2 separate regions of the Zea mays genome follow, and region 1 is linked to region 2. A link is a contact called in public Hi-C data. All regions are on one chromosome and are shown on one strand. The core of a region is the stretch at or near the end of the contact, and the rest is flanking DNA. Distances in the headings are between cores, read along the strand shown.

Region 1 (6,509 bases), core at 3,694-6,193, 210 kb after region 2:
TATTTCACTTGTCAAATAAAGCCCATATGGTTCACAAGGTGCAAAACTGTGCATAATATGCAGCAACCGTCAGGTAATTTAGTGAAATGAAAAAAATGCATAAGGTCTAGAACAACATGATTTAGCCAACACAGCACAAATCCACACCATGCATCCAACAATCACCAATGGAAAAGTTTAGCAAAAGTAAATGGGTCCTTCAGCACACTAGACAACAAGAGTGACAACACTTGGAGTCCATCGATACAAGCTGATACAGATAGTTAATATCATCCAATCTCGTACTGCGATAAGACACTGATGGTACTAGAACAGAGGACAAATGTTAAGAAAAGAAGAGCTCCTGACTCCATCTGCAATCCTTTAACAGCATAGCAATTTTATTCAGGCTTCGCCTGCAAATTTTGACCGATTGTTGTCAGTTCAGCTGTGTTTGCCATTAACAACTACAGCAAATAAGAGTAGAATCATTTTACATCAGGAGAGCGTGAGCCAGATGGGCTCCTGTTTGGGCTCTGCTTCTTGGGGCTTGCTGCTTCACCATTTGCTGGCTACATTGACATTTTAGTAGATATAAAAATAGGCAACAAAATAACAAAAAATTATTATCAAAATGATGAAGGGAACTTACAGAAACATTAGGAGATTTCGATCTTGCTGGTGATCTGCAAAACGTTCCAGAAACAACTGATTCAATATCCAAAATGCAGCTTTAACAACTTGGTTCCAAAAGCCATGATGCCGCGTCGAATCAAAGCAATAAAAGCTCATGAAAATAGAAGTGTTCAGTTCCGTGCAAATGTAACATTGTTGTATAACAATGTCGACAGTGCATATATGAACTACAGCAACCATCTGAAGTGTGCCTGAGGTACGAAGAAAACTCATTCCCCAAGCATTGAACTCCAAGTACATTCCTAGCCACTGTACCACCATAATCCAGATCACCAATCCTTAACGCTCCTATGTCCAGTATTCCAAACAATGCGCTTATGCCAAACTCTGATGTCAATCAGTTACAGGGCATTAGGTAAAATAATGGGACGATTTTAGCTTTTCATACAAACTCTCAATTAATAACCATACCTTATAAAATCAACTGAACTGTAGCAAATTGTGAAAATCCCATCCTCAATATCTTAATGCGCAATCCCCAGATCACCGCACAATCCCAGATAAAAGGGCAAGATAATTGAGTCTTCAAAAACAAAACAGAACAGACTAAGCAGTTCATATCGTTCATTAGACTCTGAGCACTTGAGAAGGAACCCCCAAGCAATCAGACTGTACAGCAAGCCATCATCATTGTATACATGCATGGGAGTGTAACTATGTTAACTTGAACTTAACTGATAAGCTTATTACTATATACAAAATATTCAGACCGATGAAGGTTACGGAACAATGACAGCACTTTAATAAAGATTGATAGCCACTGTTTTAGACTACAAAACAACAGCAATCTTTGCAAAGGAAAAAGGCCGACAGGGTAGGCAACAAGAAATTATGATACAGAAGTAGGCATATTCATAATTTGTCCAGATATTCTACTAATGCATATATATTGTGATTTGGAGAAAACAGTAGAAAAGAACTTGACATATATAAGGATTCAAAGCTCAGAATTTGAAAGTGTATGTTACCTTGATGGAGAACGTCCTTTTGATGGGGACCTTGAACGAGAAGAAACAGATCTTGACCGGGATCTAGATGATGAACGGCGAGTCCTGGGTGATTTACTGCAAAGCATATTCAGTATTAATTATTAGTTATCAACAAGGCTACCTGACATAACATTAACAGCAGCATACCTCGGACTCCTGCTTTTGCTGTAACTACGACTTGGGCTTCGGCTACGTGAGTAGGAGCGACCACGTTTGCCGTTATATTCCTTCACCTGTAAAGAATAAGGTGCAAACTTAACAACAAACTACACAAGTGAATCCAAGGAATAAACCAGTTACAGGCTACAATGCTTACCCTTATATAGGCTCGCCCAAAGGCGTTCCTGAATTCAGTATCATCCAGCTTCTTTATCTGCAATGAGTTGTCAATGCCAAATGGATAGTTCAAAGCATTAAGGACACATTATGGCTATTGTAGAAGAGATCGAACTAACAGTGACAGATAGGGAAACAACCAAAGATAAGTTATTGTAGAAGGTCAAACGGTATATCCATGAGAAAAAATCTATAGAATGAAATGATTCACACAAATTGACAAGCCAATGTCATGAGACAAGGGAATGTATTATGGACTTACAGCATATTTCATATCATCATAATTTGTGTAGTCCACAATTCCTACGGTGCCTGTAACAAAATAGAAACATATAATGAAAAACTTGCCAAAGAGAAGTGAAACATATATAGCTTTACATCACATCCTTGAAGAAAATAAGGTTGAAAACCAAGCAACCGAATGAAATAAACCTTCACAATAAATAATAATAGATGCCAGTATTATGTTACGCAGGATTTATATGCGCCAAATCCTAGAACAAACAGCAATGATGAGTACTTTATTTTGGAACAAATCAGATATGTGAAGGCTAAGTAGGTGATCTTTGTAAAACTTGACAAGTCATCAAATTGGCTGTGTCCATATAGCTAACCAAGGGGAGAGAAATTATTGATGGATTTTTCTGCCATATAAATTAGGACTGAACTTGTCATAGCTAGAGACAGATGGTCATTTATGGGAATTGATAATATAGGATGTGTGATGGATATCCCTATAAATGTTGGCAGCTTACAGATGTGACCAACTAATAAGTCCATTTTCAAATTTCGAACACAATATCCTTTACAATATCCTTTAACTCAAGAATTCAGTTCTGGATCTGCTTGAACCATAGAGTCTAAGTATGACAGGCACATTACTTCAATAATGGCTATGAGCTTTAGTAATTGTCCCAATACATTCGATCCATTCACAAGTGTGAGCATGTAAAAATTGTTACTGTGGTACATTTGATTATGATGTAACCAAGCAAGTTTGAACTTTCTTGTGGCAAGATTATTATTCTTGCAATCCCAAGCATTTCTCAACTGTGCCTAATTTACCTTTTATAACAATTAAATAATTAGTATTTTATAAATGAATATTTAAAATATCGAAGGTCAGTAGTTTTCTGATCCGGGAAATGAGAATACTGAAAGAAAAACAAAATGGAACAAATTGGACTTCATGTAGCCATATATGGATCCACAGTATGTCAGTATCTTAGAGGATGTGTCGTTAGTTCTGCCATGACAATGGCACCAAAAGGGCAAAAAGATCAACCTAATTGGCTTATTGCTTTTGAATAAAAAAATACACTGCAAATGTATTCTGTGCTTCTAAAGATTTTATGAACATTTTAAAATTGCAATAAAGGCAGCGACTTTAACCCCAAATGCTACTTACCACCGCCTTCGCGATACACTTCAGAGAAACAAACATCACCAGCCTTCCGCATATGATCCTGGGAAGAATATATTTGGTGTTAATGAGACACACGATAGTCTTCGGAAAGAACACGAGGGAAGAAGTTTTCACACAGACCTTTAAATCCTGCCATGATGCAGAAGAAGGCAGTCCAGTGACAAGAACTGTTTGCAAAGGATCAAGTTAAAGGTTGCAGACAGAGAAGAGAAACAATCACTGATGTTCAACATGAATAGAAACCATACCACGATACTCTGAGTGTCTCGACACACCACGACGTGCTCCACCACCGCCACCAAAGCCACTTGAACGATCATGCGAGGAAGCATTACCTCTACCACCATGAGCAGCCTCCACCTGACCACAGAAGTAGGTATTGGATCAACATATAGAAGAGAAAGAGAGTACACATGTTAGCTTATCAAATCACTGATTAGCTTACTCTTAGACGGTGTCCATCAAAGTTGTATCCATCCCGTCCAGCAATTGCCTCCTCAGCATCACGAGGATCTTCAAACTGCAAGATTAGCAAAGTAACCTTGAATTTGCTGTTTGTGACATGAGTCATCAACCAACACAAGATCATCTTTAAGGGGGAAAGATAGCCATGTTATTCAACACATTCAGGAGAATCTTACCTCAACAAAAGCATAACCAGGTGGTCTTGGGGGGACCTTCAGGTCAATGTCAACAATTTTACCATACTGCATTCAAAGTTTTACAAGATTGGACATTATTAGTATAAAATCATGAAACTTTTCAAGTGAAGTAGTGAACAACAACTATAAGCAACGTCCGCAAGCGCAATCCACAGCTTGAGGTTACATTGTGAGTGTAGTAGAGAAACTAGGTGGTCCCAAATAGCACAAGATTATCCAAGCTACCCAGTTTTCTACGATTATGGGCACGACCATAAGAGCATAGCAGTGCTTCGCATCCTGTTGCATTAAGAAAGTAGTATAGGCATCGGAGGTGCTGAATCTAAGCACACGGTAACCAAGCCCAGCCAAATACAGTAACACGGGCTGCGCTATTTGCTAGGTTTAATAGGGTAGCAAGGAATCGAACAGTTAGAAAAATTCCCCACCTTGTAGAACAGATCCTCCACCTCCCTCTCCCGGATGTCGCCGGGGAGGTTCCCGACGTAGATCGTGCGGCTCCAGCGCCTGCTCATCCTTCGTCGCTAACCTACCCACAAAGCAATAATCAATCAGCAAAGCAGCCCTCGCCGCGTCCGCGTCCGCATCCACATCTCCGCAACCCAACACGGCACCCCACAAGAGAAGGTTCAAAAATCAAAACAAACCCAGAAAGCAGCGGGGCGCGGGGCACGAACCACCCGAGGAACGATGAGGAAAGGAGATTCCTACGGTCCTACCTGACCAGCTGTGGCCGGAGATAGAGCTCGAGGCTAGGGTTTCGCGTTTGCGGCTGCGAGGTCGAGACGTACGGGATGACAGAAGGGAGGCGGGGTTTATTGACCACTCGGAGAGGCCCGAAAGAAAGACGACCGGGACCGGAGCGCATCGGTTTGGGTCCGAAATCTCTATGATTGTGGACCAGGTACGGCAAGCCCGCTCGCCTCTTCACTCTTCTGGATTTTTTTTGGGCTCGTTTCTGTGTTCGGGACACATTCAGTAAGACTGAGATGGGCCGTGCGCACGTCAGTTGGCCCATATTGAGGTCTGTAGCAGGTGAAGAGAGAACACATTTGGACATTTGGTTGCCTTGCACTCCTTGCTTTGCCTGGCTAGGCATGAAACCAAACATAACGTTTTGTGTCTTATTTGCTCCCTCGCGTTCCTGTGTGATGATAAAGAGATGATAAGGAGACGAGGCGCCGTCCGTCTCTGTCCTCGTAGCGACTGAAACCAAACATGAAAAAAAATCAGGATGTGGCCATTCGTTTATGGTGTGTTTGGTTTAAGGAATAGAGTGATCCATCTTCTTCTCGCTCCTCACATTTTTATTTGGTTTGAGGAATAGAATGAGTTGATTCATCACCACCACATTCCTTATAAGCTAATAATTAGTATATATATGAGGAATGAGTTGATTCCACCAAAATTGATGGAATGAACTTATGATGTATTACCGCATGAAGCATTGGATGACTCCACGAACCAAACACACCATTAGTAGTCAATTTGCCTCATCAAACCTAGCTTCCTTGTGGAGGTAGTACAATTTCGAAGAAGTAAATGCATTTACAGTTTGTTTGTGTTGGTCGCTTGTAACCAAACTTACATGTGCTATAAAGACAATAGCAACAAATTGGTCTTTATTGTTTTCAAACTTACAGTCATAACCCTTGTTGCTGGAAGGATGACTCGTATCTAGAATTGGTTGTAGTTTGTAGCATGTCTGGAACCAGAAGTACAATATATTGTTTGTTGAATGCATTAGGAGTTACATATAGTTTCAACCAGCTCTGCCCCGCTCCCTCCGTCGTTGTTGTCATCGTTGTTGTTGAACCCCACCCAAGCCACCTCCTTCCAACTCGCGTTCGCTGCGGTATAGAGAGAAGCAAAAAGGTACTGGAAGGGGTGAACTTACCCAGCAAGAAGGCATGGGAAGAGGTGAACTTACCCAGCAATAAGGTGTACTATCACTGGTGGAGGCGCGATGACAACGGAGGCGTGGTAGCGTCATCGACCACGCGAGAGGAGAGGAGGAGATGGGATAATTGCTCGACGTCTGGAGGTCGAGCATCTTTCCATGCAAAAGATGGGTTGAGGTCGAGTCGATACCCCCGCAATGGTGTCTTTCAAACAGGGTGGAGTCGTGCCCATGAAAAATGCACACGTGGGGTTGCCGACACGGGGAAATGAGCGAATTCCACGCGAAAAATGATCAGCCAAACTAGTCCTGCATGTAGTAGCTCAACTAGGCTAGCCATCGTATTGGTGCGATGCAGGACATTGACACAATCCGATGTGGATAAACCTTCTCTAGTCCTCTCTAAGTAAGCATCATGGTGAGGGAAGTGTTTACAACAGTTGTTGACAGGGGTGCACCATCAAATCATACATAACCACTATTGACAGGGGACATGTGTCAACGTGTAGGAGAATTCAAAG
Region 2 (6,138 bases), core at 1,344-3,843:
CATCAGCGAGGTGGGCGGTTGGACTGGTACGACGATGGGCTAGACGATCCATGAGTATTATTTGATGCTGTCGATTGTCTTGCATAGTGAAGAGATTGCATTTGTGGGACCAGATGAATATATATCATAAAGGACTAAAATTTTGATACTCACAAGAGTAGGGTAGAGAGCATGGTCAGCTGGAGGGAACAAAGGAGGTGGTGGAGCAAAACCCAATGCGGTGCCAAGATTCTGCATGTACTGAAACATCCTCGCCTCCAACACCTCACGTTGCCTCCTCTCTTCTTCTAGCTAAGTCTATAATATTTTGCCCTAATGTTAAGATAATGCAAAGAGAAGATATATAATAATCAATGAACGACGAAAACGTAAGGAATGATCTAGAGTGTCTGGATGCAATGTTGTGAACTGTCCTACCGAGGTTGTATGGTTGGGCTCGCGCTCGTGCTCCTTGCTCGCACCTGAGAGAGTGGGAGTGGAGGACGAGTAGATTGCCCCATCAGTAATCCAGTACCACCCATGCCTCTTGCCCCTCAATCCTTGGATCATAATCTAGCCCATGGACCTCCTTTGCTATAGCGGTGTACTCAGTGAGGCGGCTGTGGACGGCAGAGTTGCTGCATGACTTGGGCTCGTACTCCGGGTCGTAGGTGACGTCGGACGTCGCCTTGCCCTTGTGGCCATAGCATACGCGGAGAAGATGGAGAAAAGCTGGCCACCATGTGACGCCAACTGCGAGAAAACCAATGAGATGATTAGAAATCATGACTAATCGAAAGTTAGAATAAATTAAAGAGAGCGTGTACCTATGCTTCTGCGTATTTGTTGAGTCTGAGGCTGCCTTGGTGGGAGGGATCTTGCATTAGCAAACGTCGTTCCCGGTTAGCGTTGTGCGCCTCGTCCCACTCGTTCGAACACCACCTATTCACCATATGCTCCAAACATTTAGGATGCGCGACACACCAATATGAGACCATCTACAAAAAATCAAGTACATGACATATCAGAAGATTAAATTAAGCATATTTAATACCAATATTAAAGATCGATGGTGTTCGGTACAGATTGGTCAATAGCAGACATGACAGTATATATAGCCTAGAAAAGTTGAAATCAACCTAAGACCAGTGGCAATGGTGGGTGAGACGGACCACTGGTTTGGCTACCTAGGCAGCCAATACTAATCCGATCGGGCGCAGCAGGAGGTAGCACAGCCGACAGGTCGCCTAGGTGCCGACTGGTTGGCTTGGGGGATACCACCCATGTTGGAGAGGATGCGGTCGGTACCGATCGACGCATTAGGACCACGACCATTACCGACCGAACGCGATTGGTACCGACCGCCTTGTGGCCATGTGACAACCTGCGATTTGTCCATTTATTTTCCAACCATTTGAATTTGGAAAAAAATAAAAACAAAAAAAATCCAAAAATACTAAATTCACCTTATAAATTGAGGAGGGACCTTCGCTTCATTCACACACTTTTATATCTAATTCTCAAGTCTTCTCCTTTGTTCACACTTTCATTCTTCGAGTATGGTTTAGGGTTTTAAGGTACCTCCGTTTTCATATGGATTCGAGGTGGAATCTCAACTACTAAACTTTCACATCCATCCAAGAACTAGTTTGTATTTCAGCCACTTTAATAAGACCATGTGGTACAAAGGATGAAAGAGGATATCCAAATTGTTTGAATAAATGTAATCATTTAAAATAGATATGTATGAAATTTGATGCTGTTACTTTTTTATGTTATCAAGCAAATTTTGCATTAATTATTTTATGCATCATTTGCTCTCTACAACAAAAAAGGTAAATAAATATCTGAATATGTATCCCAATTTTATATCCATCGTTAAAAAAATATATGATAGATTTGAGGTTTACTTTTTATGAATCTTTGCAAGCTAAATGCTAAAAACAAGAATACAAATTTGTATAACAGATTCTATATCCTATTGATTGACAGCCAAAGAAAATGATCAAAAAATGATATCTGAAATAAGTATATGTTTTTGACAATTTTCATCCCATACAATAGAAACCGTTCTTGGATACGGTCGTAGTCGGCTATAAGAATTTTGCACTTTTGTGCAATTTATGTAGTGTAATTTTTGTAACGACATGTGTATTTTTAAAATGTTTTACCTTATTTTTTATTCTTTATTTGAATTAAAAATTGTGTTTTGTTGTATATATATATATATGAGTCTGTGGTACATAAAGATTGATGCTGGTAGATATAAACCGATCGACGAGGGTAGACCTGATACATTGGATTCAACCTATTGAATCTTGGTTTTGCAAGGGAGACAAATCTACATAGATCCGAGTGAGGGTTTAGGCCCTCGCTTATTTCTCTTTTGAAAGTAGTAGAGTCTAAATTTTTATCATGAAATTTCTCGTTCAGCGTCGCTTAGATGTCTCTGCTCTAGTATTTTGGTGCCTATCCCTTTAAATATGCTCCTACTCTTATTTTATCCTGGGTCCGCCCCTGGAAATATGATGGGCCCTTGCCCCCTCTCGTTGGTGCTATATATCCCGCCATCACAAGTGATTGAACTCACGAAGCAAGCAAGACTACTGCTACAGAAAGCAGCAGCAAAGGTCTAGCCGGCTGCGTGGCCTAGGCGCCTAACTATATAGTTAAGGTCTATCTTTGAGCAGTTAACGTGCAGGAGGAATAACACGATAGCCATGGACGTGTACATCTACCAGGCGCTCCTCCTCTCGGTCCTTGCTGTGGCACTGCTGCAGCTGGTGAAGATGGCCCTCAAGCCGAGGCCACGGCTGCCGCCAGGGCCTTGGAAGCTGCCCGTCATCGGCAGCATGCACCACCTCGTGAACGTGCTTCCACACCGGGCGCTGCGGGATCTGGCGGACGTCCACGGCCCGCTCATGATGCTGCAGCTCGGCCAGACGCCGCTCGTCGTCGCCTCTTCCAAGGAGACGGCGCGCGCCGTGCTCAAGACGCACGACACCAACTTCGCCACACGCCCCAAGCTCCTCGCCGGCGAGATCGTCGGCTATGAGTGGGTCGACATCCTCTTTGCCCCCTCCGGCGACTACTGGCGCAAGCTCCGCCAGCTCTGCGCCGCCGAGATCCTGAGCCCCAAGCGCGTGCTCTCGTTTCGTCACATCCGGGAGGAGGAGGTGAGCATAGACGACAAGTCAGATCACGATTCCGGGCCTCCGGCCCTCGACAATCACGAGATGCTATTGCTACGAGACCAAACGCGGCTACACTCTAAACAAAAAACAATGCAAGCAAAAATCTAAAAATAATGAAACAGGAGAGACGTACGGGTGAAAAGAGCAGAACAATGATGGTACCTGATGATGTTTTCTCCGGCATGATATAGATGTCCAATAAGCACGAGGCCCGCGAGCCCGGCACGAAGCCTGCTTTTTGGGCCCGGTCCGAGCCTGGCACGGCCCGCTTATATACGGGCCCGGACCGGCCCGGCACGAATAAGCGGGCCGGGCTCGGACAGGAAATTAGGCACGGTGGGCTAGCCCGGCACGGTCCGTTTAGCTCTAAGCCCGTTAAGCCCGCTTTTTTTTACACTAAAACACACTTTTCGGCCCGCATAGCCCGCTTTTCGGCCCGCTTTTTTCGTGCTAAACGGGCCGGACCGGCCCGTTTAGGCCCGTTGCGGGCCGGACTCGGACAAGAAATTGTGTCCGCGTGCTTAGCCGGCCCAGCCCGGTTTTTTAATCGTGCCTAGCGGACCGGGCCCAAAACGGGCCGGGCTTCACCGGGCCCGGGCCGGACCGGGCCGGGCGGCCCGTTTGGACATCTCTAGGCATGACGTTCAAACATGCATGCATGTACGCAGGTGATGCTGCGGGTGGAGGAGATCCGCGCGGCGGGCCCGTCGACGCCGGTGAACCTGAGCGTGATGTTCCACAGCATCACAAACAGCGTCGTGTCGCGGGCCGCATTCGGGAAGAAGCGGAAGAACGCGGCGGAGTTCCTGGCGGCTACCAAGGCCGTCGTCGGCCTGTCGAGCGGCTTCAACATCCCGGACTTGTTCCCGGCGTGGACCACAGTCCTGGCCAAGCTCACCGGCATGACGCGCAGCCTCAAGGAGATCCACAAGACGGTGGACACCATCCTCGAGGAAATTATCGAGGAGCGCAAGCGCATCCGCGACGAAAAGATCATGGGCGGCGCCGCCGCCGAGGACGTCGACGAGAACCTCGTCGACGTACTCATCGGCCTGCAGGAGAAAGGCGGCTTCGGCTTCCAACTTACCAACAGCATCATCAAGGCCATCATACTGGTAATATATAGTATATTATTCAGTCCTACACGATCTCCATTAATTATATTCAATGGCAACACGTACGCACGTGTGCATATATGCGCAGGACATGTTCGCGGGCGGGACGGGGACGTCGGGGTCGGCCATGGAGTGGGGGATGTCGGAGCTGATGCGGAACCCACCAGTGATGAAGAAGATGCAGGCGCTGATCAGGGAGGCGTTCCGTGGGAAGACGGTGGTGACAGAGGGCGACCTACAGGCGAGCAACCTCCAGTACATGAAGCTGGTGATCAAAGAGGCCCTGCGGCTGCATCCGCCGGCACCGCTGCTGGTGCCCCGGGAGAGCATCGAGGAGTGCGAGCTGGACGGGTACACGATTCCAGCCAAGTCACGGGTCATCATCAACGCGTGGGCCATCGGCCGTGACCCCAAGTACTGGAATGACGCCGACGAGTTCAAGCCGGAGCGGTTCGAGGACGGCTCCCGAGACTTCACGGGCAGCAGCTACGAGTTCTTGCCCTTCGGCTCCGGCCGAAGGATGTGCCCCGACTTCAACTACGGCCTCGCCAGCATGGAGCTCGCCTTTGTCGGCCTGCTCTACCACTTCGACTCGTCGCTGCCCGATGGCGTCAAGGAGGTCAACATGGGGGAGGTGCCTGGACTCGGCGTCTGCCGCCGCACGCCACTAATGCTTTGCGCAACCCCGTTCGTCCCGGTCCCCGCCTAGCTAGCCAACGTACATCGTCATGCCAGCCGCGAGCTGAGGGACCTATTGTATCTCTGTCTCAGTATCTCTATGTGCTTGCTGGCTAAATAAACACGTCATCTGTACGTCTCGTTATGGGTGCTGCCCATTGTAGTGTGCTGTGCGTACGTGTAGTAGTACAGTGAAGAGTGTACTATAATCATGTACCTAAAGTTTCAACTTCCAAAGTAAAGTGCGTCCCAAGGGTAATAAATCTATACTTACACTCTGGACCCGCCCCACGTGCGCCAAGTTACACCAAACTACACATAACTTAGTATCACTAGTACAATTTGGCTCTATACAAACGGTAGACTTTTTACATCACAGGCGGTTCGGTTAGAAAACCGTCTGTGATGTCCCAGGCGGTTCAGTACGCCTGTGATGTAATAGTATCATAAACGGTTTTTGTTTAGGACCGCCTGTGGTGCTCTATCCTTTTCACAAACGGACCCTAAGAAAAAACCGCCTGTGATTGTAAAAATATGAAAATACAATTTAAATATGAAAATAATTTTAATTTTTAACAGAAATATGCAAATACAATTTAAATGAATTAATATTTAATTTTTAACAATAATATGCAAATACAATTTAAATGAATTATAATAGCACACATAGATAACTAGAGAGATTTTAAATTAATTGGCAACCACAATTCATAGTCGATCATACATGATAACAAATACAATTTGATTCATACAATTTTTCATGAACTACCATTTTTCCGCATGTATGGCTTTAAGTTCTTATCAATTTTCTTTTCCACACGCTTGATTCTCTCTGGACCGTTAAAGACGAACATCTCTTCATACTTATTGTATTCCTCATCTTGGTCTCCCACATTCTCAACTCCAACAATTTTTTGCTTTCCAGAAATAACTACATGCATCTTCTCATCTGCTGGATCGAGTACATAGAACACTTGTGCAACACATTCAGCGAGAACCCATGGGTCATCTTTATATCCTACTTTCTTTAAGTCTACCAGTGTGAGTCCGTAGTTATCCACTATCACCCCCACGGGATGTTGTACCCATTGGCACTTAAATAAGGGTATTTTCATGCTTGGGCCATAATCAAGTTCCCATATTTCCTCTATGAATCCAAAATATGTGGTCTT

The links. Hi-C and Micro-C count contacts between places; a contact is called where the count stands out from the background.
Region 1: a contact with region 2 is called in a Hi-C map of leaf, with 5 times the contacts expected there. The contact joins the promoter of LOC100217203 here to the promoter of LOC100280087 in region 2. A contact is called at or near these places in 6 of 25 Hi-C or Micro-C datasets (ear, endosperm, leaf and 1 more).

What each region holds. Positions count from the first base shown.
Region 1 is chr9:136,290,189-136,296,697 of Zm-B73-REFERENCE-NAM-5.0, forward strand. LOC100217203 reads right to left here and starts at 4,944. Exons shown (of 14, transcript NM_001143562.2): 1 at 4,736-4,944; 2 at 4,517-4,617; 3 at 4,068-4,133; 4 at 3,872-3,946; 5 at 3,675-3,786; 6 at 3,547-3,593; 7 at 3,409-3,466; 8 at 2,263-2,312; 9 at 1,981-2,037; 10 at 1,812-1,897; 11 at 1,644-1,739; 12 at 632-665; 13 at 477-551; 14 at 124-395. The coding sequence starts at 4,603. The coding sequence ends at 381.
Region 2 is chr9:136,078,678-136,084,815 of Zm-B73-REFERENCE-NAM-5.0, forward strand. LOC100280087 (putative cytochrome P450 superfamily protein) reads left to right here and starts at 2,594. Exons shown (of 3, transcript NM_001153025.1): 1 at 2,594-3,155; 2 at 3,842-4,288; 3 at 4,377-5,244. The coding sequence starts at 2,700. The coding sequence ends at 4,997.